Linked DNA regions of Mus musculus: all the other regions are linked to region 3. Evidence: chromatin contacts called from public promoter capture Hi-C data. All regions are on one chromosome and are shown on one strand. The core of a region is the stretch at or near the end of the contact, and the rest is flanking DNA. Distances in the headings are between cores, read along the strand shown. Region 1 holds the start of Sufu (SUFU negative regulator of hedgehog signaling). Region 2 holds the start of Psd (pleckstrin and Sec7 domain containing). Region 3 holds the start of Sec31b (Sec31 homolog B (S. cerevisiae)). Region 4 holds the start of Fbxw4 (F-box and WD-40 domain protein 4). Region 5 holds the start of Poll (polymerase (DNA directed), lambda).

Evidence for each region. Promoter capture Hi-C pulls out the DNA fragments that hold promoters and counts their contacts.
Region 1: a contact with region 3 is called in a promoter capture Hi-C map of liver, with 3 times the contacts expected there. The contact joins the promoter of Sufu here to the promoter of Sec31b in region 3. A contact is called at or near these places in 3 of 39 promoter capture datasets (liver and pre-B cells), 1 of 484 Hi-C or Micro-C datasets (B cells) and 1 of 115 datasets of contacts at active chromatin or transcription factors (embryonic stem cells).
Region 2: a contact with region 3 is called in a promoter capture Hi-C map of pre-B cells, with 5 times the contacts expected there. The contact joins the promoter of Psd here to the promoter of Sec31b in region 3. A contact is called at or near these places in 3 of 39 promoter capture datasets (liver and pre-B cells).
Region 4: a promoter capture Hi-C map of liver shows a contact between it and region 3, with 5 times the contacts expected there. The contact joins the promoter of Fbxw4 here to the promoter of Sec31b in region 3. A contact is called at or near these places in 3 of 39 promoter capture datasets (hippocampal neurons and liver).
Region 5: a contact with region 3 is called in a promoter capture Hi-C map of liver, with 3 times the contacts expected there. The contact joins the promoter of Poll here to the promoter of Sec31b in region 3. A contact is called at or near these places in 2 of 39 promoter capture datasets (hippocampal neurons and liver), 1 of 484 Hi-C or Micro-C datasets (uterus) and 1 of 115 datasets of contacts at active chromatin or transcription factors (pancreatic cancer cells).

The regions. Positions count from the first base shown.
Region 1 is chr19:46,393,405-46,399,198 of GRCm38.p6, forward strand. It overlaps Sufu (SUFU negative regulator of hedgehog signaling), which reads left to right and starts at 3,492. Exons shown (of 12, transcript NM_001025391.2): 1 at 3,492-3,880. The coding sequence starts at 3,699. Actr1a (ARP1 actin-related protein 1A, centractin alpha) reads right to left here and starts at 2,337. Exons shown (of 11, transcript NM_016860.2): 1 at 2,226-2,337. The coding sequence starts at 2,273.
Region 2 is chr19:46,323,517-46,329,382 of GRCm38.p6, forward strand. Psd (pleckstrin and Sec7 domain containing) reads right to left here and starts at 3,640. Exons shown (of 18, transcript NM_028627.2): 1 at 3,568-3,640; 2 at 2,651-2,706; 3 at 760-1,497; 4 at 398-500. The coding sequence starts at 1,413. It overlaps Fbxl15 (F-box and leucine-rich repeat protein 15), which reads left to right and starts at 4,668. Exons shown (of 4, transcript NM_133694.2): 1 at 4,668-5,010; 2 at 5,159-5,312; 3 at 5,572-5,866. The coding sequence starts at 4,958.
Region 3 is chr19:44,541,218-44,547,319 of GRCm38.p6, forward strand. Sec31b (Sec31 homolog B (S. cerevisiae)) reads right to left here and starts at 4,631. Exons shown (of 26, transcript NM_001033343.1): 1 at 4,571-4,631; 2 at 2,484-2,595; 3 at 2,049-2,172. The coding sequence starts at 2,562.
Region 4 is chr19:45,657,867-45,663,354 of GRCm38.p6, forward strand. It overlaps Fbxw4 (F-box and WD-40 domain protein 4), which reads right to left and starts at 2,327. Exons shown (of 9, transcript NM_013907.2): 1 at 1,910-2,327. The coding sequence starts at 2,163.
Region 5 is chr19:45,556,621-45,562,221 of GRCm38.p6, forward strand. It overlaps Poll (polymerase (DNA directed), lambda), which reads right to left and starts at 3,944. Exons shown (of 9, transcript NM_020032.3): 1 at 3,866-3,944; 2 at 2,960-3,096; 3 at 2,005-2,299; 4 at 1,636-1,795; 5 at 1,095-1,412. The coding sequence starts at 3,071. Dpcd (deleted in primary ciliary dyskinesia) reads left to right here and starts at 3,965. Exons shown (of 6, transcript NM_172639.3): 1 at 3,965-4,087. The coding sequence starts at 4,024.

The DNA.
Region 1 (5,794 bases), core at 2,242-4,741, 1.9 Mb after region 3:
ACTAGTTGTCTATTCACCCACTTAGCCAATAAGGTTTTATTTTGTACATAGTCGTACCAGGCCTTAGGTACCGTGTAAAGAGAGGTGGGTAGAGAGAGCAGTGGAGGGCTGGAGAGATGGCTCATTAGTTAAGAGCACTAGTTGTAGCCCTTTGGGAGGAGCAGGGTTTGGATCCCTTCTGTACCGTATCCATGTTGGATGACCCATATCTGCCCGCAGCTCTAGCTCTAAGGAACTGAATGACCTCTTCTGGTCTCTAAAGGCATGAACACACATGCTTTTGTACGTGTGTGCACACACAAACAAAAGACAGACAGAGAGAATGAGAGAGAGAGAGAGAGAGAGAGAGAGAGAGAGAGAGAGAGAGAGGAGGAGAGGAGAAGGGGGGAGAAGCGGAGCATATGAGGGCCTTGGGTACTGTGTTGAGTGGGTAGAGGGACTAATAAAGAATGAAGGATCTCACTTCCTTACCCACAAGGGTTAAAAAGTCTACTGAGGCTAGTGAGGAAGACAAAAAACCAAAGCAAACCAAACCAAACCAAACCAAACCAAACCAAAACCAAAACAAACCCCCAAAGTAACACATTTAATTAACCTTGCTCCCACCCCCTGCTTCCAACAATGCCACATCTTAGAGGCTGGCTTCAAACAATGACCTTGCATTTCTGACTTTCCTGCCTCCACCTCTCTAGTGCTGGGATTCCAGACCCGGACCACTATACCTGATTATACACCAAAAGTTTATGCTGTGCTGAGGAGGGAGCCCAGGATTTCACGCATGTCAGACAAGCAATACCATCTGGGCTATACACCCCAGCCTCAGCCTCCCTTTTAAAAATTCACAACAAATAAAACCGCCTTCCTTGAAGAACTTGGAACCAGATTCCTGTGTGAGTCTTGGATCTTTTTTGTGAGTCTTGGATCCTTAACTCCTAAAGTGGGTGGTTTGAAAAACCTCCCCAATCCTCCTGTTCCTGCATAAACAGGAGAAAGCAACCTCTATCCACCTACGACACAAAGAAAAGGACCTAGTGGCATGTCCAGGTCCCAGAGGGCCGGAACATCACAGTGACTCTGAAAAGGTCAGCCTAGGTCAGAGGGAACTGGTAGTTTGCCTCAGGGGAGGGACCCAGAAAGTAGGAAGATTCTAACCAGTGTGGGAGGGACCAAACCTTTGAGTGAAACTCAGAAATTAAGACAAATGTCCCTCCTCATAAAAGCAATACTTAAGTTCTTTCTATTTGTCTTTATCGATGCATGTGTGGAGCGGTGCTTAGCAAAGGATTGCCATTTAGATAAGGCGATGAAGTTGTGGGGCACCATTGCTGTATGACCTTGGTCACCTCCACCTTCCGTGTTCGTACTGTGAAAAGAGGGGCAAACTTCCTCCTTAACCATTCACTTTTTGGGAGGCTTCGACTTGCATGTTGGTGCAAAGCGTCCTGGAAACGCTAGCGCACCTGACAACCACTGTGTCTGATAATCCCCCTGCCTCTCACCTGGGCACTGCAAACATCAAAGCATCTCGCCTGCTTTGTCACCCCCCTTTCTTCTTTACCTTGACTAACTATAATTTATAATCACAAAAATAACTGAAATCCCATGGCCATTTCTGGTACCGGTTTGTCCGGCCCCACCCAGATACAGTTCACTAAATTGCCCCTCCAGCTCACACCCAAGGAAACTGTCCTTTTTCACCGGTGGACCAGCCATCGCCTTCCGCACCCTGAGTTGCCGAGCCAATCCCTACAGCTCTACTGCACGGCACCGCCCCTTACAGAAGGGAAACACTATGGCGACCGGAAGAGCGACAAGCGCCGGAGCCAATGACTGCGGAGTGCTGTTCTAATCCGGCAAGGCCCAAAGGCGGGACCAATAGGCTAAGATAGACAGCAAGAGTAGCCAATTGAGTGATGGAAAACCAGAGCGAAGGCGGGTGTCGGGCTCTAAGAGAACGGTTAAGGCCCCCTGAGCCAAGGGTCCACGGACCCTTCCCGGGCTACAGCTCTTTCCTTTGTCTACCCTCAAATTCTCCATTACACGGATGTTGGCTGGCCGCCCTGCCTTCAAACTATGGATGTGAGGAGGACGCGGGCGGCGGCAGCTGAACCCGCCTGACAGGCCGAGCCAGTGACAAAGAGCTGGCGGCCTAGGCTGAAACCGCGGAAACAATCCTTCCTGGAGGAGAACACAGTCCCTTTAAAGATAGGAAAGATGCTACTCACGTTGTCGATCACAACAGGCTGGTTGGCGATCACATCGTAGGACTCCATGGCAGAGGAATCTTTCCCTCCGAGGAAGGAACTGCCAGCCCGGTCCGCAGCAAACGCCACTGACACGCATGCGCAGTCTAGTCGCCGGTACTGGGCATCCAGGGAGCCGCCCGACCTCGCCTCGGAGGAACTACAATCCCCAGCATTCTTTGCCCCAGGGCTTGCGCTCCAAACCGGGTCCCAGCCCGATCGGATTTAGGAGATTGGACAGTGTATTTCCTACACATGGTGGGGTCTGTAGTGTTTGTAGATTAAAGAGCCACAGTGTTGATGATTATCTTGCATGACTGGATTTGAGATCCCTTCGAAGGGGTTTCCAGTACACTCTTAAATTTTGGAGTCTGAAGTACTTGTGAGTAGTTGGGTTTGGATTTGTCAGTACTTCAGGGGCGGTTGAATTTTACAGAGTAGTTCTATCTCTCAGCCATTCCTTCACTTGGGCAATACAAACCATTAATAAACATCTGTCGCTCAGTGGTAGAATGCTTGCCCAACACATATCCCAGCAGCACCGGGAGTGGTGCTGGAAGCCTTTAATCCCACCTCTTTCGAGGCTAGTCTGGTTTACAGAGTTCCAGGACAGCGAGGGGCTATAGAGAAAAACCCTGTCCCGAAAAACAAAAAAATGAAACAAAAAGCAAAACAAGACAAAACCCATGAAGCAAAAGCCAATGGAGGTTATAAAAAAATACCTGTACGTTGGATGCCACAAAACCACGGGCCTAAAATATCATCTAAAGGTTTAGAAATTGTTTTATTATTTTTCTTGACCTTGATGGATGACAACATCCAGGCGAAGAGAAAGAATAGGTAAATTTTTTTTAAAACAGCCAGGCATTTTCCCCAGGCACATTTCGAGTTACCCTTTTTGTCAATAGTTCCAAGAAATATTAGAGTTGTAACATTAATAATAATGACATACTGTCTAATGAATTAGTTGTCAAGCTTATCTTAAAATTGTGTATTAGTAAAACAATATTAAGCGCTTCTTAGTAGTTGTGTAGAGCTTTCATAGGACCCTGGCGCCTCAAGGTACCAAGTCTCTGTTCTAAACTGGGTTCCTCCTAACACTAGGGGGAGGCCAAGATCCTTGGGACGCTCCCAACCCAGGGGCAGGGAGGCGGAGTCTATTGTCAAGTCACGCCTTCCCCACTTGTGACTGGCAAAGACACTAGCCAATAGGTGTCAGGAAAGGGCACGCTGACGCCCCGCCCCTTGGAGCTCCCCGCGGTCCCACAGCATCCTCTGGCCGACGTCTTGAAGGCTCCGGCTTGGGCGGACGGAGCCTCGTGCGCAGGCGCGGAGTTAGACCTCGCCGTAGCCCCCATCGCCTCGGGGAGTCTCATCCACAGTGGGTCCGCTGGCCCATAGGGGCGCTTTCCCTCCTCTACCCTCCCGGGTTCTCCGCGCGCCCTACGCGCCCCAATGGCGGAGCTGCGGCCTAGCGTCGCCCCCGGTCCCGCCGCGCCCCCGGCCTCTGGCCCTAGTGCCCCTCCGGCCTTTGCTTCACTCTTTCCCCCGGGACTGCACGCCATCTACGGAGAGTGTCGCCGCCTCTACCCTGACCAGCCGAACCCGCTCCAGGTTACCGCTATCGTCAAGTACTGGTATGCTCTGGGCCTCGGGAGGACGGGGTCCGGCCGGGAAAGCTTCGAACACCCGGGACGAAGTAATTTGCAGAAGGGGGAGGAAGAAAACGGTTTAAGTACTGGGGAACCAGGAGCTTCCTGGTGCTGTGGAAGGAGTTAGGACAGAAGTTGGGAATGGGGACAAAGGGTTAATGGATCCCTTGAGTAGTGAGGGGTTAACCCGGATTAGGACAACCGAGAACTGGGGGTGTATACAGAAGCGGAGGGGGGACTGTAAGAGCGAACTGTAAACGTGGAGAAAGGAGGGGGCGCCTGTGGTGGGTCATTAGTGGGCTTGGGGGAGCCAGGGGGCGGCTGGGGTGGGATGGGGGGGGGAGTGAGGCGGGGCCTGGAGAGCATTTGAGAGGGCTTTGGAGGGCACAAGACCGCGTAGTCTAGGGCGGTCCGGGAACCAGGACGCCCCTGTGGGTTAGGAGGGAGCAAGATGAGGGCATTGTGCCTTTGATGAGGGAAGAGTTGAGGAGAGGCCTTCTTTCAGTCTTCTTTCGGGACCTTCCCGAGCGCAGGAGCTTCTGTCATTCAGTGCGAAGCTGTTGCTCTTGAAGTTTGACAGAGCAGCTCTTCCAGATAAACTTTTTGCTTACTCTGCACAGTTCTCTTTCTCTCTGCAGAGCTTGCTTCTGGCTTTGCAGCTGCTTTAGCTTTAGGACGTTAGTTAAGAACAGGTTTCGGGAGAGCCAAGCATTAGCTCGGGATTGAAGGGGATCATAGCTCGCCACCAGGTGCGTGACAGAGACCTGAGTGGGCAGGAGGAATGAAGAAGCGCATTCTGTCTTGTCTTCGTGATTTCAGCCGAAGTTTAAAGATGCCCTGTAAAAGATCAGTTTCCAAATGGGCTGGCTGTCTTTGGGGGTAGAAATGGCACTTTCTCGTCTCCTATTCTTTTTTGCATCCTGTTTCTTCAGTCAGCCTTCAGACAAAACAGGTGTTATGAGACAAGTCCTTGTGGTCTTTCTGAACCAAAAATAGATTCAGAGGTGGCCACATTCAGGCAGGCAGTCGTTGTATTGTATGATCCTGAAAAGTTCCTTGCCTTGGGGTATTGGCAAATGGTGGTCCTGAAGTGAGGGATGCCTTTGCAGGTTACACACCCTTTAAAGCTGAATCTTTTTCCTATGTGGCATCCTCTTATTGCCTCTGGAGATGGGAGATGGGCTGTAGAGAGCTGAGGTTACCCCCCCCCCCCGTGTGTCACTGGGATAATAATGCAAAGGAAACTGACAGCCAGGAGGGTCTGGGGACCAGCCTGTCCGGGTAGCCAGGAGCCATGCTGGCAAGGCATCTGTGCAGGGCAGCCTAGTTCCTGGCTGACTAGTGTTTTGAAGATTGCTTCTGAGTGGGTAGTGGCTCTTGCTAACTTAATCACCCATTTCAATGGCACCTCTGTATTAGTTGTGATGAACTTGTCCCATGTCATGAGAAAAACGGGGCTGACCTTGCCATACTGTTTGCTCTGATCTTGTTTAAGTGTGAGGGAAAGTCCCTGTGCAGAATAGGGGGCACCTGGTTTTATGTCACCTACATGGTCATCAAGACAGAGTTGCCTGTTAGAGGTATGGAAGCAAAGACCAAGGGTAGTTATACTATTTTCTTTCTGTTATAAGCTTTCAGTGAGGCTGTATCCCCAGAAGTAGACCAGAATGTGGTAACAAATGAAAAGGCATGTACAACACTTTGTGAAGTAAGAAATGCTACCTAGATGCAGGAATCTAAGAGGAACCAGCTTAGGAACTGGTTCTTTCTAAGACTCAAAGGGAGTTGCAGAATTGAGATACTGAAGTTTATTCCTATCCCTCATGTGTAGGATCTTACCAGCCCCTTCAGTTCTCACAGCAGTATGACTGACTAAACTGCTTGGGTCTGGTTATGGGC
Region 2 (5,866 bases), core at 2,390-4,889, 1.8 Mb after region 3:
CATGTTGGATAGCTTCCCCACGGTCTTACATGGGCTGGAAACTCTTCATCATTTACTACTGTCTATCTGCCACACCCTTTACTTGATCCAAATGCCGGCGGGACTCATCTTAAATCAAGCCCCTATCAAATAACTATGAAGAAACCAGACTATTTTCTAGTCCTAGGAGTAACCCCTGATATCTGGACCTCCCCTCCTCTACTATCCAGCTTCCTCCAGAGCCCAGCCCAACCCTCAGGACACAGATGAAAGACTGGAGCCTGGAGAGACTTTTGGCTGACTTAGGAGCCCAGGGAAGCCAAACAGGAGGGAGGTTTGAAGGGATGCCTCTTTGCCAGGCCTCAGCTGCTGTAGAGAAGGTCCTGCCCTCCTCCCCTGGGCTAAGTTCAAGCCTTACCTGAGCTGGGGGCGTCCAAGGAGCCATAGAAGAATTCCCACTTGGCTCGAGCGATTCTCTGGGCATGAGAGGAGACTTCCCGGGGGGAGGACCAGGTGTCCCCCTGAGCCAAAGAGGGAGTGAAAGGCACAGGACCCCAATGAGAACCAGACAGACAGACACAAGAATATGGAGTTCCAGAAAGAAAACCACACGGGACAGAGATGAAGGTGCAGGGATACAGTGACAGAGGGCAATAAAAGCTCATTTAGGACATTAAAGGATTTGGGTGACTGTAAGACAAACCTCAGTCCAACAGGGGCTGAGATTTGTCCCTTAGCTGAGGTACTAGGGCCCCAGGCAGCCCAAGGCAGATTTCATACCTGGTTTAGGAATCCGGTGTCTGCAGGTCCTCGGAAGTGCATGGCCAGGTGCTCAGGGGTCCCCCCCAGCCCATTGGGGAGGGAGGAGTAAAGCCCATCTGCCCCGATCTGGGGTGGGACCAATGGTCCACGTGAGGGGTCCCTGCTGCCAGGAAGAACAGAGCCTCCTCCAGCTGGGAGTGGGTCTGATGTGGATGCCTCTAGCCGCAACTTCCGGTTGCAGCCAGGTCCAAGGGCTGGGGTGGGCCTGGGGGCAGAAATCCCGCCCAGGTCCCAGCTCCGACTCAGGCCTCCAGAAGCAGGTAGGCCATTCAGTGGCCTCACACTGGCCTTCTCCACAAAACGGAAGATGACCACAGAACTCTGTGCCCCTGGTGGAGGCTGCCCAGTGGGTGAAGAGGGTCCCCAGGGTGAGGGAGCTATATGGGGTGAGGGAGGGGCTCGCAGAGGGGTACAAGGTGCTGTCACACGTCCCAGATCCCGGCCTCGAGGACCTGGGCCCACCACTCGTCGTATAAGGGATCCTGTGCTGCCATACATGCTGGCTGGGGGACTTTGGGGCACTGGGCCTTCGGGGAGCCAGCGACGAGGACATCGTGGTGGGGAGATGGCACAGTCGCCTTCTGAGCAGAAGCGCATGGCACCCTGGGCCATGCTGGAGCCGGGGGGTCAGGCTGGGGGGGCAGGGATGGCGAGGCCAGGCAGGGAGTAAGGGGGCTGCATGCTCTTCAGACAGGCCTGCAAGAGAGGAAGGAGAACATGGGTGGAGTGCTTTGGAGTCAGACAGGCGGGGCAGCAGAGACAGAGATGGGAAGGTGGGTTGGGCCTTCTAAAGTCCAGAGACCTATCCTGGGAATGTGGGATCAGCCATCCGGGGGACTCCTGCTTTGGAAAGCTTCCAGGGGCTCCTCTTCTTCTGTCTGGGAGCCCTGAGCATCACTTTATGGTGAAAGAGCAAGCTAATTCAGCTCATGGAGTTGTGTTCTGGGGCAGCCGGGAACTCTCTCTTGGGTGGAGGCTGGAATCTTATCTTCTGGATGATAGAGGCCATGTATCCTCTACAGTTCCACTTATGGGGGACCCTCACTTAGAATAGGAGAAACCATGCTTCTTTGAAGGAGAGGGAAGAAAAAGGGGGTTGCATGGGGGTGATGGAGTGTTGAGAGGGAAGAGGAGAGAAGGAAGGGTCTGAAGAGGCCTTAACATCGGTCCATAGATTGCTGAGTGGGGAATAGATATTCTATTCTCCATACCAGTACATGCACACACACACACACACACCCATGTATAAACACACACAAGAATTCATATACACACATGCAGAAGGACAAAGTATCAGTAGTTAACACATTCATAGGCAACACCCTCCAGTACACACGCAGTACTGCTCATAGACACACCCTCATACAATCACAGTCATAACAAATATGTGTATGATGGAAAAGCACATGCTTATCTTACACACACACACACACACACACACACACACACATCACCAAATAATAGCACACAAAGAGGTTCCCAAAATTCAGGCTCTCGTTCTCTGATGCACACAGAAACAGGTGTATCAGAGACCTCCTCGTCACAATCATAAACACAAATGCATATTTGCTCACAGAATCAGAGACACACATTCTCTCCTCCCCACACCAGTAACCAAGTCTGGGTGGGTGAGGGGGCTGCACCACATCCCTCTCCCTCAACTCCAGGGATATGAAATATCTTGCCCAGCCCAGAAGAGACCATAAAGGAAAACCGGGCCTCTGATGGCAAAGCAGCAGCATAGAGAAAGCTGTCAGGAGCAGCACCCCAGCCAGACAGGTTCTTAAAGCTCAACAGGAGCCTGGACCTCCCCTGTGAAGGCCCTCCTCCAAGGCACCCCAGTACTCACCGCTGCTCGTCAGGAGCTGGAATCGAAGAGAGGCAGAGAGGCTGGGCCCCGCTCAGCTGTAAAAGCAGCAAGGCTCCCGCTCGCTCCAGGCCCGCCCGCCCGCCTCTCAGTCCCTCCTCCACCCCTCCCCACGCTCTGCTCAAGCAACGCTAATCCCCCCCCCCCAACCTCCCTCCATTCCCAGGGCCCTAAGTCCCAAAGAATGTCACCACCTAGTCACTACCTAAGACTCACACCAGAGGAAAGGGAGAATGTGGAAGACCCCATTCTGTTCCCTAAACCCTCATATGCCCCACCCCACTCGTGTTCAGTTCTCTCTCGTCCATCATCTGAACCACACGTAGGGTCCAGATGCATACGCCTGTCCTGCTCCAGACCCCACGCGTGTCCCTAGGAGGCTGCCACATGACCTGTTACATGCCACACGCGCTCCCGCCCCCACAAGCACGCGGCCACGCAAAGCACACGGTACGGAGTAGATCGGACCCGCCCCCTAAAACCAGAAGACCCAACTATGGAAGGGACATTAAGCGAATGCAGTCATAAACACTTTGGGGTTCTGAACCTCAGACCCAGGAGTCCTGTCCTGAACCCCAACCCGGAGTGCAGAGGAAGGATAAATCAGACTCCAGGAGGAACTTCCTTACTGCCTAGGTTAATCGTCCCGCCTTTTCAGGGACGAGAGTTTAGAAGGGATGACCCCGAGACTGGGACAAGAAGCACAGGCAAACCTTGTGCCCTTGGCCAGGGTGGAAAAGGGTCTGGCTCTTTTAGGAAAACGCCACACGAGTTACTATGGTAACTATTCTCCTTTGGAAGGCCAAGACCGGCAAGTTATGACCTGGGAAGAAAGAGAGGGTCGATTCGGGTGGCCAGAGGGTGCGAGGACGTTCGAAGCGGGGGTGCGCGGGGCTCACCGCGGGGAGGGGTGGCGCGAGTTCCGCGAGGTGCTGAAGGGGACAGCGCCAGATTTGTCGTAATGCGCAAGCGCAGAGGCGCGAACAAAGGGGGGGGTGTGGAGGCGCGCGCCCGGAGGTGGTGCGCGCCCACATCAATCTTGCAGAGATCCTTCCAGGCTACCCCTTCCCCAAGTAGACTGAGACGAGGAAGCAATCCCCTCATCCACCTTCACCCTCTTGTGTCTTTCCGGTGCTAGTTGGCTTTTCTCTTTATGCTACAATTCAGTAATGAGGTAGTGTAGAAGGAATTCTGGGAAAACCAGGATTTCTGGGTTCTTTATCCTTGCTTCGTTTGATCCTGGTTAGGGAGCTTTCTCCCTAGAGCCTCGATTTGCCTGTCTTTAAAATGGACGGTCCTTCCTACCTTTGCTGATGTACCCAAACCCCTGATAAGGATGGGAAGCAGTTTTCGTTACGAAGCGGCTGAAATGTTTGCATAAGGGCACGCAATCATGTAGATAGGATGCAGCGGTCTTACAGTCTTTCGCATGCCCCACACCCACCTCAGATGTTGGAGGAAAATATTACGCCAGGGGTTCTCCAGAGAGGGACTTGGGCTTAGTATCTGGGGGTGCAGTGAAAGGGGAGCCTAGTGGTTGAGCTTTGGGAAGACAATGTCCCTACAATTAATCCAGGACCAGTCAAAGCAGTACGGCTAGTGGCCTGCACTGAGCAGGCAATTCCTCTCGGACTCTGGACCGCTGGAAAGCAGACCTGGCTGGTCCTATATAGTCCTTTGTCCTTAGGCAAAGAGCCGGACTACGCTGCCCTGAAGTGGAAAGAGATGGATGTCATGATTGTGCATTTCACAAGAAATGGCAGGTTTAAACAAGTGTGCTTGAGAGTAAAAGCCCTAGCGTCGCCCATTTAATCTAGTCTTTTGGCAGTTGCTTATTGAGCACCTAGTACATACCAGCTAGTTATAGTCTGGGCAGCCTCTCCCCCTTTTCTTTTTCCAAAGTCGCTTAAAGGCGACCAGAGGACAGAAGGAGGCACTGGGTAACCTAGGAGTCCTGGCTCCGCCCCTTCTGCCTTTGGCCTTGTCTGCTCCTCCCATCACCACTCAGAGGCGGCTACTGGCCCGCAACGGAGACCGAAAGCAGTGTTCGCTCGCCGCTACTCCAGCCTCGGGCTTCAAGCCCTGTAGCTGAGAAGACATCTAATGGTACATCACTGGTCCGTTCTGCCTCAGTTTCGGGATCCATCCGAAAAGCTTCCTGACAAGGATTCTCAGTGAGACCGCACTCGATTAAATCGGTCTGTCTCTTCCGACCAAGGAGGCGGGCTCGCCGCAGCCGCTTCAAGGCCAAAGCGAGTGGAGCTTACTGCGCACGCGCAGTAGACAGCGATGGAGCCACCAATGGAGCAGTCCGGAGGGGAGCAAGAACCAGGAGCTGTCAGGTACCGAGCACTGGAGGGGCCTAGGGAGGGAGGGCAGCCGAGTCTGGGCCGGACGCGGATCCCTCTTGCCAGCCGGGACTCTCGGGTATAACAGAAGGACTCGCACGTAACAGCGGCCCGGGGACGTCAACGCCGTTTTCCCCCTCAGGCTCCTGGACCTGCCCTGGGAAGACGTGCTGCTCCCGCACGTCCTGAACTGGGTCCCGCTGCGCCAGCTGCTCCGGCTGCAGCGCGTCAGTCGCGCCTTCCGGGCGCTCGTTCAGCTGCACTTGGCGAGGCTGCGCCGCTTCGACGCCGCTCAGGTGAGCCGGGGCCCGGAGCCACGCCCACGCCACGCCCCCGCGTGGGTACCACCGTCGCCCCGCCTCCAGGCCAGCCCCTGCTGCGCGGTAAACCCTTCCCGACCCCGGGTGAGACGTGGAGAATTCCAGAGGGCAGCGGCTCGGAGGGAGCTCGGTGTCCCTTCTGGGAGGGCAGGGGGCAAAGTCCCGAAGTTAGGCGGCTGCCAGGCAGTGGCCCGCCCCGGGGACAGACTTGAGTCTCCGTGTCTCCCGCCCGTAGGTGGGTCCACAGATTCCACGGGCGGCACTAGCCCGGCTACTGCGGGATGCTGAGGGGCTGCAGGAGCTGGCGCTGGCTCCGTGTCACGAATGGCTGTCGGACGAGGACCTGGTGCCGGTGCTGGCACGGAATCCACAGCTCCGGAGCGTAGCGCTGGCCGGCTGCGGCCAACTGAGTCGCCGAGCCCTGGGGGCGCTGGCTGAGGGCTGCCCGCGTCTGCAGCGCCTTTCCCTCGCTCACTGTGACTGGGTGGACGGGCTGGCACTGCGTGGCCTCGCTGACCGCTGCCCGGCTC
Region 3 (6,102 bases), core at 3,381-5,880:
AGTGCCATTCTGTAAGAGCCTATAGGAGCCATTTTCATTCAAACCCCTAGAAGGGCTGAGGGCTTAAATTTTATTTATTTATTTGTTTGTTTGTTTGTTTGTTTGTTTTTTGAGACAGCATTTCTTTGTATAGCCCTGGCTGTCCTGGAACTCACTTTGTAGACCAGGCTGGCCTTGAACTCAGAAATCCGCCTGCCTCTGCCTCCCGAGTGTTGGGATTAAAGTCGTGAATCACCACACCCGGCTCTTAAATCTTTTTATTATTAATATTGTGGTTTTCATGGTGTGTGTGCTGCAGCACCAATGTGAAGGTCAGAGGACAGCATCATGGTCTTGGTCCTCTCCTTCCACGTTATGTAGGTTCTGGGGACTGAACTCCAGTTGCTGGGCTTTTGCAGCAAGCACCTTTTCCTCATGAGCCACATTGACAGCCCTCCTAAGAAATTTTAAGGGGAAACAAAGGACAGAGAAATCCCACAGGGAAAGTGGGGAGAGACTGGATGTACGATCTGGGTGCATGTCTCGGCAGGGTCTTAGAAATGATCTTGTATGGGCTGGTGAGATGGCTCAGCGGTTAAGAGCGCTGACTACTCTTCCGAAGGTCCTGAGTTCAAATCCCAGCAACCACATGGTGGCTCACAACCATTCGTAACAAGATCTAATGCCCTCTTCCGGAGTGTCTGAAGATAGCTACAGTGTACTCACATATAATAAATAAATAAATCTTTTAAAAAAAGAAAAAGAAAAAGAAATTATCTTGTATGATCTCTTCTTCTTCTTCAAAAGTAAGTGAGAAAATACAAGGCAACCAACGTAACTCACTCCAAAGCACACAGCTTAATTAGCATCACAGCTAGGCTACAACCCAACACAACTGTGCTTTCCATGACAGCAATGCATAAGATGACTGGCAGAAGGGAAGATAGAATAGGGGCCTACCAATTATCAGATGGAAGGCTGCAATAGAGACCAAAAATCTCTAGGTTAAAGCGGTCAAGAAAATGTCCTGAGCTATAAGAAAAATACTTACATATTTTATATAGATACCTGATATCTATATAAGATCAGTAGTGTGGTAACGTGTATACTACTTATTAAATATGAAGTGGACTATAGTGAATATTTACACTTTTTTTCCTGACAGTACAAAAACCTGCTGACTATTGTGTCAGGCTATACATGCCATTTTCCACAAAGCCCTTAAAAAGGAATAGAGCCAGGTACAGCGAGACATATCTATACCAGCTTCTCAGGAGGATGAGTTGGGAGGACAGTGAGTTCAAAGCCAGCCTTAGCAAGACTTTGTCTAAAGACAAAAGCTGTGACATACTAGGAAGAAGACTTGGCACTCAGATGGGAACATGCTTCCATTCCAAGTCCACCTTCTTAAGGCTTCCATCGCCCATGTAAAATGGAAGTAGTGGCATGTCTAATTCAGGCTTATTCTGAGGACTGAGTAGAATCTGAAGGGTCCCAGTGATAGTGCTCTCCTACCAAGCTCCTCAAGGATTTCTTGCAGCCATTTCTGCCATTATAAAGGAGAGGATCAATGATCCTCTTTTCATTGCTCTTGCACAAGACAGCCAAGAAACCTACGAGCAGAGCATCCAGCTCGCAAGAGCCACGAAACCTGCGACACCCAATCAACACCCAAGAGCCATGAGGAGAGATCGTTCGTCATCCTCCTTGTTGGCAGAAGAGTGTGGTATTGTGTAAGCTTGCTGTCCTAACAAAAGCCAAGGGAGGGAGGAATCAATGTCCATGGGTTCAAAAGGAGACCTGATACAGGTAGTCCTGGCTTGTGCAAGATAGCTCTATCACCTGCACGCTGCCTGATACTGCTGCTGCTGCTGCCACTGCCTAGTAAGGTGAAAGTGGTTAGTTCTCAAGTCCCTTTGACCAGCACGACCTCCTCTGAAACATAACTCCTGTTCCCCATACTTCTCACCCCCATGATCCCTGAATTGCACACACCACCCCTAGGACCCTCTATCAGTATATCCATCAGGGTCTGACCTGAATACCCACTCATAGACCCAACATAGTACCTGCTGGAGACAGAAAGAATTCCTTTGTGTTTCAAGTCCAGAGAAGGGTCCCTGAAATCAATCTCAAATATTTCCAGGGTGGCATTTGTGCTAAAGGAGGCATCTAGTTGCTGAGCAGATGTTCCTAGTCACATGGAAAGGAAAGAAGAGGCAGCAAATGAGCAACAATGTATGCATGGGAAAATACTGGGTACTAATAGGTTAGGGAGCGGGGAGGAAACAGAACAGAAGAGAGATAGGAGCATCCTTTTCTCTAGAGGTAACCGCAAGGAAAGCATGAGGTGCCGCCCTCAGGCCCTAGTCCAAGGCTGTTACCAGGTACCCAACCTGACATAATCCTACAGCTGTCTCTCATGGTCATTAAGGAATTCTAGATACTGAGTTTTCCTTTGATGGCTGACTTCTAGTAGCTCCTGGTCTGTCGTGTCATCGTACCTGTGGCCAGATACACAGGGTACTGCCTGGCCGGGCTCCACGCTTGGACAGCTGGCTTCTCAAGTTCTTTCAACTTCATGGTTTCCGGGAAACATATATGACCTTTGGCCCACTAAAAATAGAAATAATAATTAAAAAAAAAATCTTAGGGCCAGTGATCCAGGGAGCGTCTGTGGACACAGAGATGGTCTCTCTTCTCTACAAGATGAAGTAGTCCAGCAAAAAACAGAATGAGAAAAACAAGCTCATCTGACAGTTCGCTTACCCAATGGCTAAAACTGATTATCTAAACTCCCAAGGTCTTTAATCAACATTGGTTACTACAGTTCTACCGACAATAACCATCAAACTAGGTAATTTCTCAGTGACGTTGCCTGATTCCCTTGGTTTTAAATATTGTATCTGTGCCAGGGAACCCTGTATTTATGTCATTGACACACATCTGTCCTCTGAGTACCAATTCCCAAGGGAAATGGATAATTAAATATTTCTAGCTATAATGTACATCTATGATCCAAGCATTCAAGAGGCTGAGGCATTAGAATCATAAGTTCAGGCAAGCCTGGCGTGGACTACATACAAAGTAAGAACTTATCTTAATATATTTAAAATTATAACATTCATAGATATGTGTGTGTGTTGCCTGCATGTATGTCTGTGTACCACACGGGTACCTAATGCCTTCAGAGGCCAGAAGAGAGTGTTGGAGCCCCTGGAACTGGAGCTACAGATGGCTGTGAGCTACAATGTGAGCGCCCCGGGAACCCAGCGGGTGCTCTTACCAACAGAGCCATCTTTTCAGACCCTTTCCTTTTGCGGGAGGGGGCGCATGGTCTCCCGTAGCCCAGACTGGCCTCAAACTTGCTAGGTAACTGAGAATGATCGTCCTGTCTCTACTTGGCAAGTGTGAAGCCCCCACACCGCATTCATTTTAACTCTGTGATTTCCACTTCTAATGTATACTCAAGGTCTCATCCTCACGGGCCAGCGAAAGGGCTGAAAGGTAAAGAAGGACACTTAGAACTATTTGTGACCTGCTTGAGCAACCCAGTCAGGTCAGCCTCACCTATAAAAGCAGGCGATAATAGTACTTAATCTCTATTGTACTTTCCAGCTTGAAAAAAGCTTGGGGCTGTCAGTTAAGCTTGTTTCTGGGAGCTTCTAAACTCCTGAAGCTCCGCTTTATCAGTGACCAGCGAACTACACTATTTCGTCACCAGTGCCACCTGCTGGTCAGAACCATCCTGTACAGAAGCGCAGCGACCAGCAACAGCGCATTTGCCAGGCACAACTAGAAATTTCTATAAATTGTTACTTTGTTTTACATAGAAAACAGCCGGCTAAGCCGCAATGTAAACCCCGTGCTTTTAACCATTATATTAATTTAAGCAAAGCTTTCATGACGTGCTTAAACCATTGACAGAAGGACGGGAGAAATGCTTTTTTTTTTTTTTTTTTTTTTTGGTTTTTTTCGAGACAGGGTTTCTCTTTATAGCCCTGGCTGTCCTGGAACTCACTTTGTAGACCAGGCTGGCCTCGAACTCAGAAATCCGTCTGCTTCTGCCTCCCGAGTGCTGGGATTAAAGGCGTGCGCCACCACGCCCGGCTGAGAAATGCTCTTTTCATCCACTTTGCTCTGAGGCATCATTTTATAAGAAAAACCCTCGTTAGGATCAGAACAGCCAGAGCAGTGGCGGGCTGATAGGGTCGGGGAACCACTATCAGGGAGGACGACCCTTGGCAGTCCAGTCCTTAGGGAGAAGGTCAACACGGCTTCTCGCCTGCTGACTGCCATACAAGGCGCTTGACGGTCAGTTACCACTGGCCAGGGCACCGCGACAGTGTGCAGGCTGAGGGCCCGGTCAAGTCAAGGCTTGGGGGGCAGTCGGAGGCGCGCGCAGCGCTGCTGGACCTCGGCGGGGTTGGGGACACTGTGTGGCAAGGGGAGCGGGACCGGGTCCAGCTGGGGGGATTCGTACTGGTGCTCCAGAGGCGTGGCAGCCCGGGTGTGGTCAAGGCGAGCTCCCCGGCGTCCTCCCGTGGGAGGAGCGGTGCTCCGGGACCCCAGACCCGCAGGGGAAACCCACCTGTTCCGAGCGCCCAGGTCAGGGGTCACAGGCGACCGCCTGGGCCGGTCCTGTCCCAACCAAGGGCGCACCGCGCTGCGGACGGCGGCTGCCGAGGGCCAAAAGTCAATTTGCCCTGGCCACAGCTGGCGACCCACTCCCTCTGCTCGCCTAGCTGAGCTCCTCAACACTAATCTGCACCGAGAGCGATAGCGCAGAGGTTTCCCAGCAGGGCCTGCCTCACTTGCCCTGGGATTGCACAGTTCTAGCCCCCACACCAGTACATGCTAGTCTATTCTATTTGAGTCAGGCTCCTGTGTATAGAAAGGGAAAACACTAATTCAATTTATTATGTAGTTATTAAAGTGAGGGAAGCCCATGAGCTCTCAGTGTGATCTATTTAGCTAAAAAGCAATCGAGGTTGTAAATAGTAGTGGTGCACACTGGAGCCTACTAGTAGAGGGTGTCCACAAACTGATTAACGGCTGTGTGTGGAAAAAGAGACAACTGTGAACCAGGCACTTCATGGAAGATTTCAGGCACATGACATGGGCATTACTCCTTGGAGCTGAAAGAACACTAGGTGATATTTCAGCAAAAAGGGGGGCCAAAGCAGCTAATGGGCATGCTGGCATTTCCCATACAGTAAGTCAAAGAGACTGATCAAGAACAAGTACTGATAGATAAATTGTGGAATACCAATTAATTCTGCGGTTAACAGGGAATTACTGAAAATTATTGGGTCAGAGGCACTAGTGGCAATTGTATTTTGTATCTGGCAGTATGGATCCCTTTGGAGAAAAAAGAGAGGAAGGCAGGGACCCAATTACAAGAGGAATAGAGCAGCCCAGGGACCGGTGAAGAAAGTCAGGATTAATACTGGTGACTGAAGGAGAGCTGCCCTGGCTCTCCTGACTGAGAAAGGAAAGGATTCAAGACAGCCGGGGCCCAAGAGCAAGGGAGACCCGGTGTCGCTGATAACAGAGTTAAAACCTTGAGGCAGAGGAAAAGAGAATGTGAAGATATCACAGATGCTTTTCAAGTTGAGATAACTGTGGAGGTAATTGTGGCAGGTGAAGATGCCCAAGTTGGTTCAAAAGTGCCACTTGATGCATGGTGAGTTCTACCCGGGTCACCTCTGAAACTGGGGTGCCCATTATCTGATGGGCAGTTCTGAAACCAGATAGACACCCATGTGTGGCACCATCTGTGCCAGGACCATTCTTGCTACAACTAAACATTTAACTTTTTTTTTTTTTTAAGTGTCCTATCACAGGTGAGCCGGTGATGGGGGTGGAGTTGGGGAGTGAACAAGGTCTGAGCCTTAGGAACTAGAGGTGTGGATTGGCTGAGAGTGCTTGCTTGCCCTAAGGCTTGAAACCCTGGTTTTATTTCCCAGCACTAGAGAAACCAGTAGTCGTGGTGGCTTCAGGGTGGAGGGTCAAAAGTTCAAGGTCATCTTCAGGTACCCAAGCTACCCAGCAAGTTCAAGGGCACCCAGGGCTACAGGAGATTCTCTCTCTTCCTCTCTCTCTCTCTCTCTCTCTCTCTCT
Region 4 (5,488 bases), core at 1,077-3,576, 1.1 Mb after region 3:
TAAATAAAAAATGGTATGTTAGAACTTTATAGTGAAAACCACAAAAATCCTTAAAAAGGCATAGAATGGTTTTGGTCATGAACTGCAAGCTGAACAATGATGCTGACATTTTAACACAGCAAGTATAATCTAACCCTAGCAGATATCACACTCTATCAAGGAGCAACATGCTTAAAATATTATGGAAATGAGAAGATAAGCCAGGAGAAAAATGTGAGAGTTCAGATATAAAGTGAATATACAAATGTATGTGTGTATTCAACATACAGCAATGTAAGCGTTCTAAAACAAAATGGGGGGGGGGGGGGAATTGCTTAGCCAAAGGTGTAGCAATAACTGAGCAACCATTTAGAGAAAAATATAATAAGAGAATTTCACTCCTTACACCAAAACAAGTGCTACTGACATTGAAATGCCATTAAAAAAAAAAAAAAGTTAACAAAAAACTAGTTGGCAATCAAATTTGTCAGGCTTGTGGAAAGATTATAAATTTCTCAGGTAAAGGGGGGAGGAGCAGATTCTAATGAAACATAAAATTCTAATAACAATAAAATTAAAAATTGACTGGAAAATGTACCTCTATCATCAAAGATGACAGACAAGAGTCAAACATTTATGACCCAGAAAAATTCCAAATTTATAACAAAAACACCAAGACCCCAGAGACAAGGAGTAGGAAGAAACAGTCTCACAGGTGAAACAGACACATGGCAAAATATTTATCCTGGCTAGCGCAGAGCGATACAAAATAACAGAGCTTTGGCTACTATCACTCACCCACTAAAGATGTGGTTTAATTCTCTCATCAAACCGGCTCACTCATTCTTTGCTGGTATACTGTGACCTCTGCCCATCAAAACCTTTAATCCAATAGTGGCTACCTTGAAATTTTTATTCTAAGGAGTTAATTCAAGACAAATTATGTCATGGCGTATGACATACCTCCAAATCTATTACATCATTCATTAAGCATTCATTCTGTTAGGATGGGGAAGTGGGGTGGGGGGTGGGGGGTAGTAGGGTTAGGGGGTGTGCAACTGAAAAACTTTTAAAATGGAAATAGGAGTGCATCAAATGATCATTTCTTACGGTTTTTTAAAACTTTATTATATTCGCATATGTTACAACAAAGCAAGAGCAGGGTGCAGTCTGAAAGCGTTTATCCTGACCAGTTCTGTGACTGTCATACACGCTCTCCCCTTCCTGTTTAACAGCCTGAGTGTTTTAGGAATGGTTTGCATCCACGGGTCTCAGATATTACTAGGTCAAACTGCCTATCTTGGATACCGCCTACCCCAAATCCAACTTGATGCCTCACACAGACATCTTTTGTGGGTCCTTCCACCTGAATTAAGTCCTAAAATAGGTTGACAATGGAACTGAAAGGTTTTTTTGTTTGTTTTTGTTTTTGTTTTTTTAAGGTTCTGAGCCCTTTTCTGCACATTTAATTTGATCTGAGCCCTGAAACCTAACAACCTTTGAGAGGGTGGGCAGGACGAAAGGCCACAAAAACCACGTTGGTGGACCTGGGCCTGGGCCCTAGAACCAGCAGGAGTCACCCTTCAGGTCCTGTCTGTCGCACAGGACACAGGGCAAGGAACCCAGGGAGCCAAACCTTTGGGAATACTCATTTTAGGATGGCTAACTGTGAGTAGCCGCCCACGGGGGAGGGTGCCGACTGAGGAATGCTCTCCGGAAGTTTCCTCGGGTTGGGGAATCTTGAAGAGGGGTGACACCAGTATTCCTCGAGGGTGCTGGGGGAGGGGAGAGGGAGGGGGTGGGGGGCAAGTCTGGGCTTCAGTATTCCGGGTGCCACACGGTCCCGAGCCGACCAGGCCTCGGCGCCCCGCCCTTTCCCAGGACGCTGGCCGGCCCGGGGCGGGGAGCGGGCGGGCGAGCGGGCGCTTACAGGTCGGTGCCGAGCCGCGTGAAGCCGGTGTTGAGCGAGGCCCGGGCTATCGGGCGCCAGAGCAGGTCGCAGCTGGTGAAGCGCCGCAGCCAGCGGCAGACTTGGGCCAGGCGGCCGAGGGCCCGCGTGTCGAGGTAGGAGCAGATGAGCAGCAGCAGCTCCTCCGGCAGGCGCCAGAGCGCGGGCCCCGCGGCCGGACGGGTGGCCGGCTCCACGGCCGCCGCTGCGGCATCCTCCGCCGCGTCCTCCGCCATGGCCGTCCGGGTTCCCGGGATGCCGCCGCACGCCTGAGGTCCCTGCTCCTGTCCTCTCTCCAGGCTGTCGTCCTCCCGCCGCCCGGCCCCGACCCTCCGCTCCTCCTTCCCCGGCTCTGCGCTGCCCTCATCCCGCTTCCCGGAGCTTCTCGGCCTTTCCTCCTCGCCTCCCTCGCCTTCCTGTCCCCGGCCTGCCTCAGCCGCCGGCCCCGCTGCCTTCCTCTCCGGCTGCAGGCCCGGCTTTCCTTCCGCCCCGCTTCCTCTTCCGCCGTGCCCGGTACCTGCTTTCCCCTTCCCTTTCCCTTTCCCTTGCTTTCCCCGCGCGACCCTCGCCTCCTGCAGTTTCCTCGCCTCCCCGCCCTCGCCTTCCCTGGGCCCGCGGTTCCCGGGGGGACCCGAGCGGCCCTGGCTGCTCATGAGCGGCCGCGGGGCCGGCTCGACGCACAGCCGAAGACGCCACCGCCTCCTCGAGAGGAGGCGACACCACGTCGGACCGGGTCACATGGGGCGGCGCGGGCCCAAGCCGAGACCCGCCCCTCACGCCTGTATTTCGGGGTGCGAACCCCAACCTGGTCACTGACATCCCCATCTTCTGGAGCACCAGGAACATCTAGTTGAAGCGTGTGTCTTCAAGACCGGATGGAGAAAGCGAGCTTGATGGCTCTCGTCTGTGATCCCGGCATGAGGCTAAGGCAGGAGGATGGCCATGAGTTCAAGGCCGGCCTGGCCTACAGAGCAAGAGACTGTCCAAATTAAAAAGACAGAGACAGACAGACAGACAGATTGCTGAAAGGTTCACAGAAAACTCCCACCTACGTCACAAGAGGAGCCTGTGGCTTCAGGAACTATCAAAGTTGAGCCTCTGCCCTCAAGGGGCCTTTTGGTCCCATGAGGCTTCCTCTTCCCCAGGTTGATGCCTTCTTTCCACAAGCCACAAACCAGATTCTTAAAAAAATGCAAGCCAGACGTTAGAAAGTTCCATTGCCCTTGGTCTCACGAAGGATGTCAACCAAGGTCCTGTAGGTTGTCCCAGTATGATTCGACAACAATGAGGGAGGTAAAACCAACCTTCTAGATCCTGAGTCCGCAGCTCCCAAACGAAGCAGCACGTGGCCAAGCAGGGGTTTTTTAGTAGCCGTTACATAGGCAGAGCTGAATCTACAAGATTACTAGGGATCCGTTTCCCATACCACCCACTGGATCCACCTGAACCAATCTAAGCTTCAGAAGTACAGATCGATGCTGTCCCATTGGATCTGTGGGGCCACTTTAATCACATGTGGCTTCTTTCTGTGTGTGTGAAAGGCAGGGTCTCCAGGTCTGAGCGTGCTGTAAGCATAAGTGAGGTACACAGCTGATTTTGAAGAGCTAGACAGGAAAAAGAATGTGAGATGTCTTACATAATTCTAAACTACATGTTAATTATTAGTAGTCTGGACATACTGAACTGAATTCAGTATATTTCGTATAATTGTTAGAAATCTTTGTATTCCGTGTTATTTCTCTATTAGACAGCACTTAGGAAGTAAGACTTAGGAGAGCCAGGCGTGGTAGAACATGCTAATAGTCCCAGAGCTGAGGAGCCAGAGGCAGGCAGATCTCAGGCCAGCCAGGGCTACATACTGAGACCCTGTCTCCAAAAGGGGGGAAAAAGGCAAAATAAGTTTCCTTTTCTTGACTCTATATAAGAACCAAGGAGTGGTGGGACACACCTGTAATCCCAGCACTTTAGGAGGCAGTGAAATCACAATTTAAAGGCCAGCCTGGTCTGTCTGTAGTCAGACTGTCTTGAAAACAACCCAAAAATCCATATAAAAATGATTGAAGATTTTTTCTTTTGTATCTATACCTTTTAACATTTTTAAGGACCAGGAATGAGTAAGACGTTGGTTCTGAAAACCACTGGAAACCTAGCACAGAAGGGTTGCAAAAGCATCATGTAACAAGGTCAGACCGGAATCTGGAATTGCCCTAGAATTACTTTTTGATCTTAACAAAACAACAACAAAAACCCCGCCTACCTTGGCCCTTTAGTGTTCTGGGTCTGTAGAGGAGATCAATGCATGCTTTACTTTGGAAGGGTAAATGACATGATCCCTGTAAAATGCTTTGAACTCCTCTAAGAAAATTCTCAGTGATAGTTACAGGTCAAATCCTGTTACAAAAACACACGTGCACACATCCCCTTAGAAAACACAACAAAGGCTTCGTGCAGAAAACAATTTCCAAATTCGAAGGCCATGGTTTAGAAGAGTATTTGGGTATAATAATGGTTGGTATGTAAATGAAATGGCAAAAGGCATATCTTAATACAACCAAAGAGTCTAGCTTGTCACTTTAGAGATCACTATAAATTGGCTTAGTCTCATGTATGATACTGACTGTTAGAAGTCTGTTAAAGTAGAGGCATTGTAAGTTGAAGTGATGGTATCGTTAGGTCAGCAATTATGCATTTGTGTGCTGTGAACCACTCAGACAAGAAGACAAGGATGGATATAATGCGTGGTTTCAGAACCCTATTTAAATTGACATAATTTTAACTTGTAATTCACAGAATAGTTCATCCGTGTTGATTGTACCTACTGTTTACTAAAAGACCTAGAGGCAAAAAAAAAAAAAATTTTTTTTATATATCTAGCCCAGTAAAATGACAGGATTAAAATACACAATTAAATGAACACATCTTACCCATTATACCATATTGCTTTCATTGAGATACAAACTAAACTATCACTTAAAAATATCAGATTGCAGAGGCTGAGGGGACAGCCCTGTCACTGAAGTGTAGACCTGAGTTGATCCTCACCCCTATAATCCCAGCACTACATAGGTAGAGACGAGGATATCTAGGGCTTAATGTCCAGCCACATTTGCAAGCTTTAGATTCAGTGAAGATCATGTCTCAGAAATAGAGACCAAATGAGGAAGGCACCTGACATCGACCTCTGGCCTCTTTACACACACACACACACACACACACACACACACACACACACACACACCTGTGCACACACACATGTACAGGAACATGTGCACACAGACACACAAATCAAGTCGCCAGCCAGCTGTGCTACTACATACCTATAATCACAGTACCCTGGAGGTGGAGGCAGGAGAGCTGGAGAGTTTGAATCCAGCCTGGGTTACCCAGTCAGTAAATAAGTGTTTTGTTTTAATCCTGGGGATTGAACCCAGTGCCTCCCTCACACATGATAAGCAGGTAGTCTGCTACTGTGTTCTATCCAAAGCCCTTAATTAATTAACCAAAATACCATAAAAAAAAAAAAACAAAAAACAGATGAACTGCTTAGGTAGGAATTAGTGC
Region 5 (5,601 bases), core at 2,694-5,193, 1.0 Mb after region 3:
TAGAGAAAATGACAGTGCTCATCACCACCACCACTGCCACCACCACATCACAACTCTGCATGCACACTCCCTGCGGGCCCACTGTATTGCCTGCAGCGTGTGTGTGTGTGTGTGTGTGTGTATGTGTGTGTGTGTGTGTGTGGGGGGGGTCTCGCTGCACTGCTTGCCTAGGGGCTCCCTGTACCACACTGCCTGACTGCAGGCTCACTGCACCACACTGCCTGGGGGAGGGGGTCACAGCACTACCTGACTGGGAGCCCACTGCATCACACTACCTGAGGGCTCACTATACCTCACTGCCTGGGGCGGGGGTTGGGGGGAGTCACAGCACTGCCTGACCTGGGTGGGGCTCACTGCATGACACTGCCTGTTGGGGTCACAGCACTGCCTGACTGGGGACTCACTGCACCACACTGCCTGACTGAAGGCTCCCTGCACCACACTGCCTGAGGGCTTACTCTATGTCATTCTGTGCTACTGAGATCATCTTCCAACCTTACAAAACCCCTGTGAATGGCCTATAGTTGTTCATTCCTTTCCAGTGATTGGAAAACTGACAGAGTAACTAACTTGCCTAGAGTCCATAATCAATGGACCCCAGAGTCTAACGTATGAACCACCACGCCTGGCTTTAAACTTATCATATAAAACACTCAGATGTAGAGGAAACAGTGTATGTAATAAGCCCCTAAGCACCCATTTTCTAGTCCTAATGCTGGTCTGTTTTCCTCCCCTCCCCCTTCTATCAGTTTGTCTCTGTATGTAGATCCCAGCCATTACAAACTCTTTTTTTTGTTTTTGTTTTTTTTTTTGTTTTGTTTTGTTTTGTTTTTTTGAGACAGGGTTTCTCTGTATAGTCCTGGCTGTCCTGGAACTCACTTTGTAGACCAAGCTGGCCTTGAACTCAGAAATCCGCCTGCCTCTGCCTCCAGAGTGCTGGGATTAAAGGCGTGTGCCACCACGCTCGGCTCATTATAAACTCTTAAGCACTAAGTCGGATACCCACTGGTAACTACAGTTAACCACTAGTTAATGACTAGTGCTGCTGTAACCAGTACTGAGTAAAGAAGAAACAACCCCCTTCCCCCACGTACCTGGTAGGAGCTGACAGGCTTGTGGAAGCTCTTGAGAGCATTGATGGCCTTTGCATAGCCCAGGGCCCTCCACTTGTCTCCCTGGACACTGTAGGCTTTAGCCAGCACTTCCAGCTTCTCTGTGATGTGCAGATTGTAGTTAGTTGCCTTCTGGCTCGAGGGCTGTGCACAGACCCATTTATCCAGAGCTTCTGGTGCTGGGTCAGGCCCACCATCTTCCTCAGGGGGAGTGGGGTAGTGCCCAGTGATCAAGGCTTGCAGATCTGCTGAGCTAACCTGGGGCCCTTCTCCATCGCTGGTTTCATCCTCTGAGCTGAGCTGCAAATAGAAGAAGAGAGCGCTGTCTGGTGGGGAGGCGTCTCCTGCTTTGACTCAAGGAAAAGACCCCAGCCTGGGGCAGACATAACTAGTTGAATGCAGAACTGAAAAATGTTGGGAAGAGATGGACAGGTGCATAATTGAGAGAGACCTAGAATTTTCTGTCTAACCTCCAGGTCCTTCCATTTCTGTGATCAGCACCCTGGGCTGGGAGGCTCCTCACCTGGGCTTGGGTTCTTGATGGCTTTTCTGCCGTTGGGGGAGGAGATACAGCTCTGGTGTGAGGAGGGGAAAGAGAAAGGGTGGTCCTGGGTAAATCCCGCTGGGTGCCAGGAGCAGAAGCATCTTGGCCTGACTTGCTGGGCTGTGGTTCATCCAAGGACCTAGAGGGCAGGGGAGGTCACAGAGAGTTAGGGTATCAAATTCTTACCTGTCTCTGTCCCCCACCCCCACCCCAATCTTTCTCTATACAGAAACCTTGGTTTCCAAATATGTCCAATTTAAAAAGTACGAGTGTTTTTTTTTTCAATAACTCAAGATGGAAACTCAAACATCATCAACAAACACCTGAGAAAGGCTAAGAGCTGCCAACCTCTTGGGCATGGGAAGGCTGAATCCTTCCGTGTCTGTCAGCCTTCCCTCCTGCAGGCACAAGCTCAGCCAGGTGGACTTCACCAGCTGGGCACCAGGGGGTAGCTGGGGCAACCTGAGGAGCCGGAGAGCCCGCTCATAGTCCATGTCTTCATCCACCACAATGTGAGTGACTCCTGGGGCCTGGGCAGAGCACACCTGGCCGCCATGGTGGATAATCTGCTTCTCAAAGAGTTCAGCCCGGGCACGTCCAATGCCAGCGGGCATAATGTGGGCTCTCAGGGAGCTCAGCCATCCTGTGGAGAGGATATTCAAGTGGTATCACCATAGCTATTATTATTATTATTAATTTTATTGCACTATTATTTGAGATAGGGTCTCATGTAGCCCAGGCTGGCCTCAAACTGACTATGTAGCAGAGGATAACCTTGAGTTTCTGATTCTCCTGCCTTGACCTCTAAGAGCTGGGATTACAGTTGTAGGTCAGAGCTATAATGAACTGTTCGAAGCCACCTCCCTTCCTTTTCCTGCCATCCAGAGAACAAAATACCTTCAAAGAATTCTACCGCAAACGTACAACAAACTTCCTTTTTTTGGGGGGGGGTGGTTAGTTTCAAGACAGGGTTTCTCTGTGTAGCCCTGGCTGTTCTGGAACTCACTCTGTAGACCAGGCTGGCCTCGAACTCAGAAATCTGCCTGCCTCTGCTTCCCAAGTGCTGGGATTAAAGGCTAAAGGCTTGCTTGCTAGCGATACCCCCCAGGGGTTTTTTGTTTTTGTTTTTGCTTTTGTTTTGTTTTGTTTTTTTCAGCAAACTTCCTTTTTTGTTGTTTTGTTTTGCTTTTCGAGTTTGAGGCCAACCTGATCTTGGCCACAGGTTAGGTCACTTCTGTTAATCTGACTCTAGCTGAAAACAAGAAGGCTGAACGTTCCAGTGTGTGAGGGTGGACCGGCTCACCTCTAGCTTCTCCCACCTCCCTTTTGGGAATCTTTGCAAGTGCTTTTGAAGATAGATCTGCATGACTTTTCTTCCGCTTGGGAAAGGCCTTCACGATGCCCTGAGGGTCCATTGAAGGGCGCTGGATCCTGGCCTTTCTGTTAAAGGATTGAGAGCCAGCCCTTAATAATTTGGCATAGAGGTGGGGTTTAGGGGTAACAGGTCCCTTTCTCAGAGGTCTCGGAAACCCCAGTTAAACTTAAGTGATTTAATCCGAGTGCCACACACACATACCAGCCTTTCAACCCTAGTCGTACTGAGGGAAGCCAGGGAAAGGTTGGGATTCTTGTGGGTGTAGGGGAGGTGTGGATCGAAAGGAAACAACATGGGGTGGGGGTGGGGGGAGGAATATAGCGCAGAGTCAGCCTCTGCGTCCCCTTCCAAGAGACTTTTCCAAAATGATGACGGGTTTGGGAACCGGACTACATCTTTAGGAGAGTCTTCATCTCCCCAACGAATTGGAGTCTAAGGGACATGTCACATAAACCTCGCATCATCTTTCTCTAGCCTCAATGTGCATTCGCAGAAGAAAACCTGGGGAGTGAGGCTTCAGGGAAAGTTGTGGGCACGCTGCGCACCTGTCCCTGTCGCAGCAGCCCCATCGCGCGGGTCTGAGCCCCGCAGCTGCAGGGAGGTGGAGTGCAGCCGCAGCAGATGTAGGGAGCCCTCACAGCTGGAGGTGGGCAAGACCGAAGCAGACGTGCCACATCCACTGTGAGCAGCTGGTGTGAACCAGGGACTCCCAGCTGGGGCCAGAAGAGAGTTGGTGCTGGATCCCTAAAAGTTCTGGGAGCATCCCCACCCCACCCGGCCCCAGGACCGGTCCAAAGTAGGTTAGAATCTCCCGGCAAAGAGAAATAAACTCACCATGGGAGCCAATGAAAACGGATTGGGGGAGGAAGGGGTAGAGGGGAAAAAAAAAAAAAAAAATCAGTTCCCAGAATACTTCCCGGGTCATCCGGAAGTGATCATCGGTCGGGTAGTTGCCATGGCAGTGGCCCGGCGCGTTCCTGGGCGGAGGGAAGATGGCGGTGACTAGCTGGTTGGAGGTTTTGCGGTCGGCCGAGAAGACGGCACTGCTGCAGGATGGTAACTCGAGACCCCTCGTCCTTCCCCCCAGGGCGGGCTCTATGCGCCCGCTCCCCCAGGGAGGGCCTCAGCCTGGGTGGGCAGAGCTGGACCTGTCGCAGCAGCCTACAGCCATGCCAGCTTCCTGCTTTTGCAGAGGAAACCGGCCCAGGGAGATGACCCGAGTGGAACCCAAGTCTTTGGTCACCCACCTCAAGAGTTCCTTATATCATCTCTCCCCGCTCAGAGTTTTGTTGGTATTTCCCAATAATTCATTTTACATTCATCATCGTCCCTCAGGGCTGTACCAAGAGGCTAATTCTGCACCCCATTTGACTGACGAGGAAACTGAAACCCAGGAAGGTTTTAGACCAAACCCAGGTTTTGCAGATAATCAGGTATAATTCGTCATCTGGGATCCATGCAGCTCAATTTGGGGGTCCTATTGATGACAGCAGCCCCAATGGCATAGAAAGGAGACACCAGGGTTTTAGATCAACTCTAACATCGATTCACCTCTTCAGTTGTTAGGACCCCATTTTCTTCAATTATAAAATGAAGTGGGTGGGCTACCAGTGTTGTTTCTAAGGTCCTTGTTTTCTTTTTCTTTTCTTTCTTTTTTTTATTTTAAAGATTTATTTATTTTTTTATTATATGTAAGTACACTGTAGCTGTCTTCAGACACACCAGAAGAGGGAGTCAGATCTCGTTACGGATGGTTGTGAGCCACCATGTGGTTGCCGGGATTTGAACTCAGGACCTTCAGAAGAGCAGTCGGGTGCTCTTACCTGTTGAGCCATCTCACCAGCCCAGGTCCTTGTTTTCTAACTATGTTTTGTTTATGATGTGGATTTTAAATTGCCCCCTGATCTTTAGGGGAGATAGAGCAAGGGCTAAGGTCTAAATGACTAAGAACAGGAGCTTGAGATGTCAGCTTTTCCTCATCCTGCAAGTGGCCAGTTTAAGTGCCCTGTGCCCCTGAGGTCTTTCACAGACCCACCCACCTGGCAGCCAGGGTGCCTTAGGTCTGAATTCCTGAGGCTTTAAAGCTAACAGCTAGCTTTAAAACATCCACAGGCAGGTGCCTGAAGTTTACAGAAATTAAAATCAGGTTTCATTTGCTCCTACCCTACAGCATTTAGGGAACCCATTGCCATGTGCCAAATTCTGTGCTAGAGCAGATAGAAAAAACAGACAATAGCAAAGTTAAAACAAACAAGAAGACGACAACCATGGCTTATGCTTTCCTGGGATCATAAAATTATCAAGAAAAAAATATGTAAGGAAATAGCAGCTTGTATTAAATAGAGGTTGGGATCTTAGAAAGGCAAGGATAGCCCCATGCCTGCCATCTCTGCACTCAGGAGGTCAAGGCAGGAGACTCAGGAAGGAATGAAGGAAGGAAGGAAGGGAGGGAGGAGGGAGGGAGGAAGTCAGGCAGACAGACAGGAAGGAAGGAAAGATTGAGATAGTCTGTGAAATGCTAAGAAAGCACAGAGGTGAAAATAATTTTCTCTTTGGATAATCACTAAATA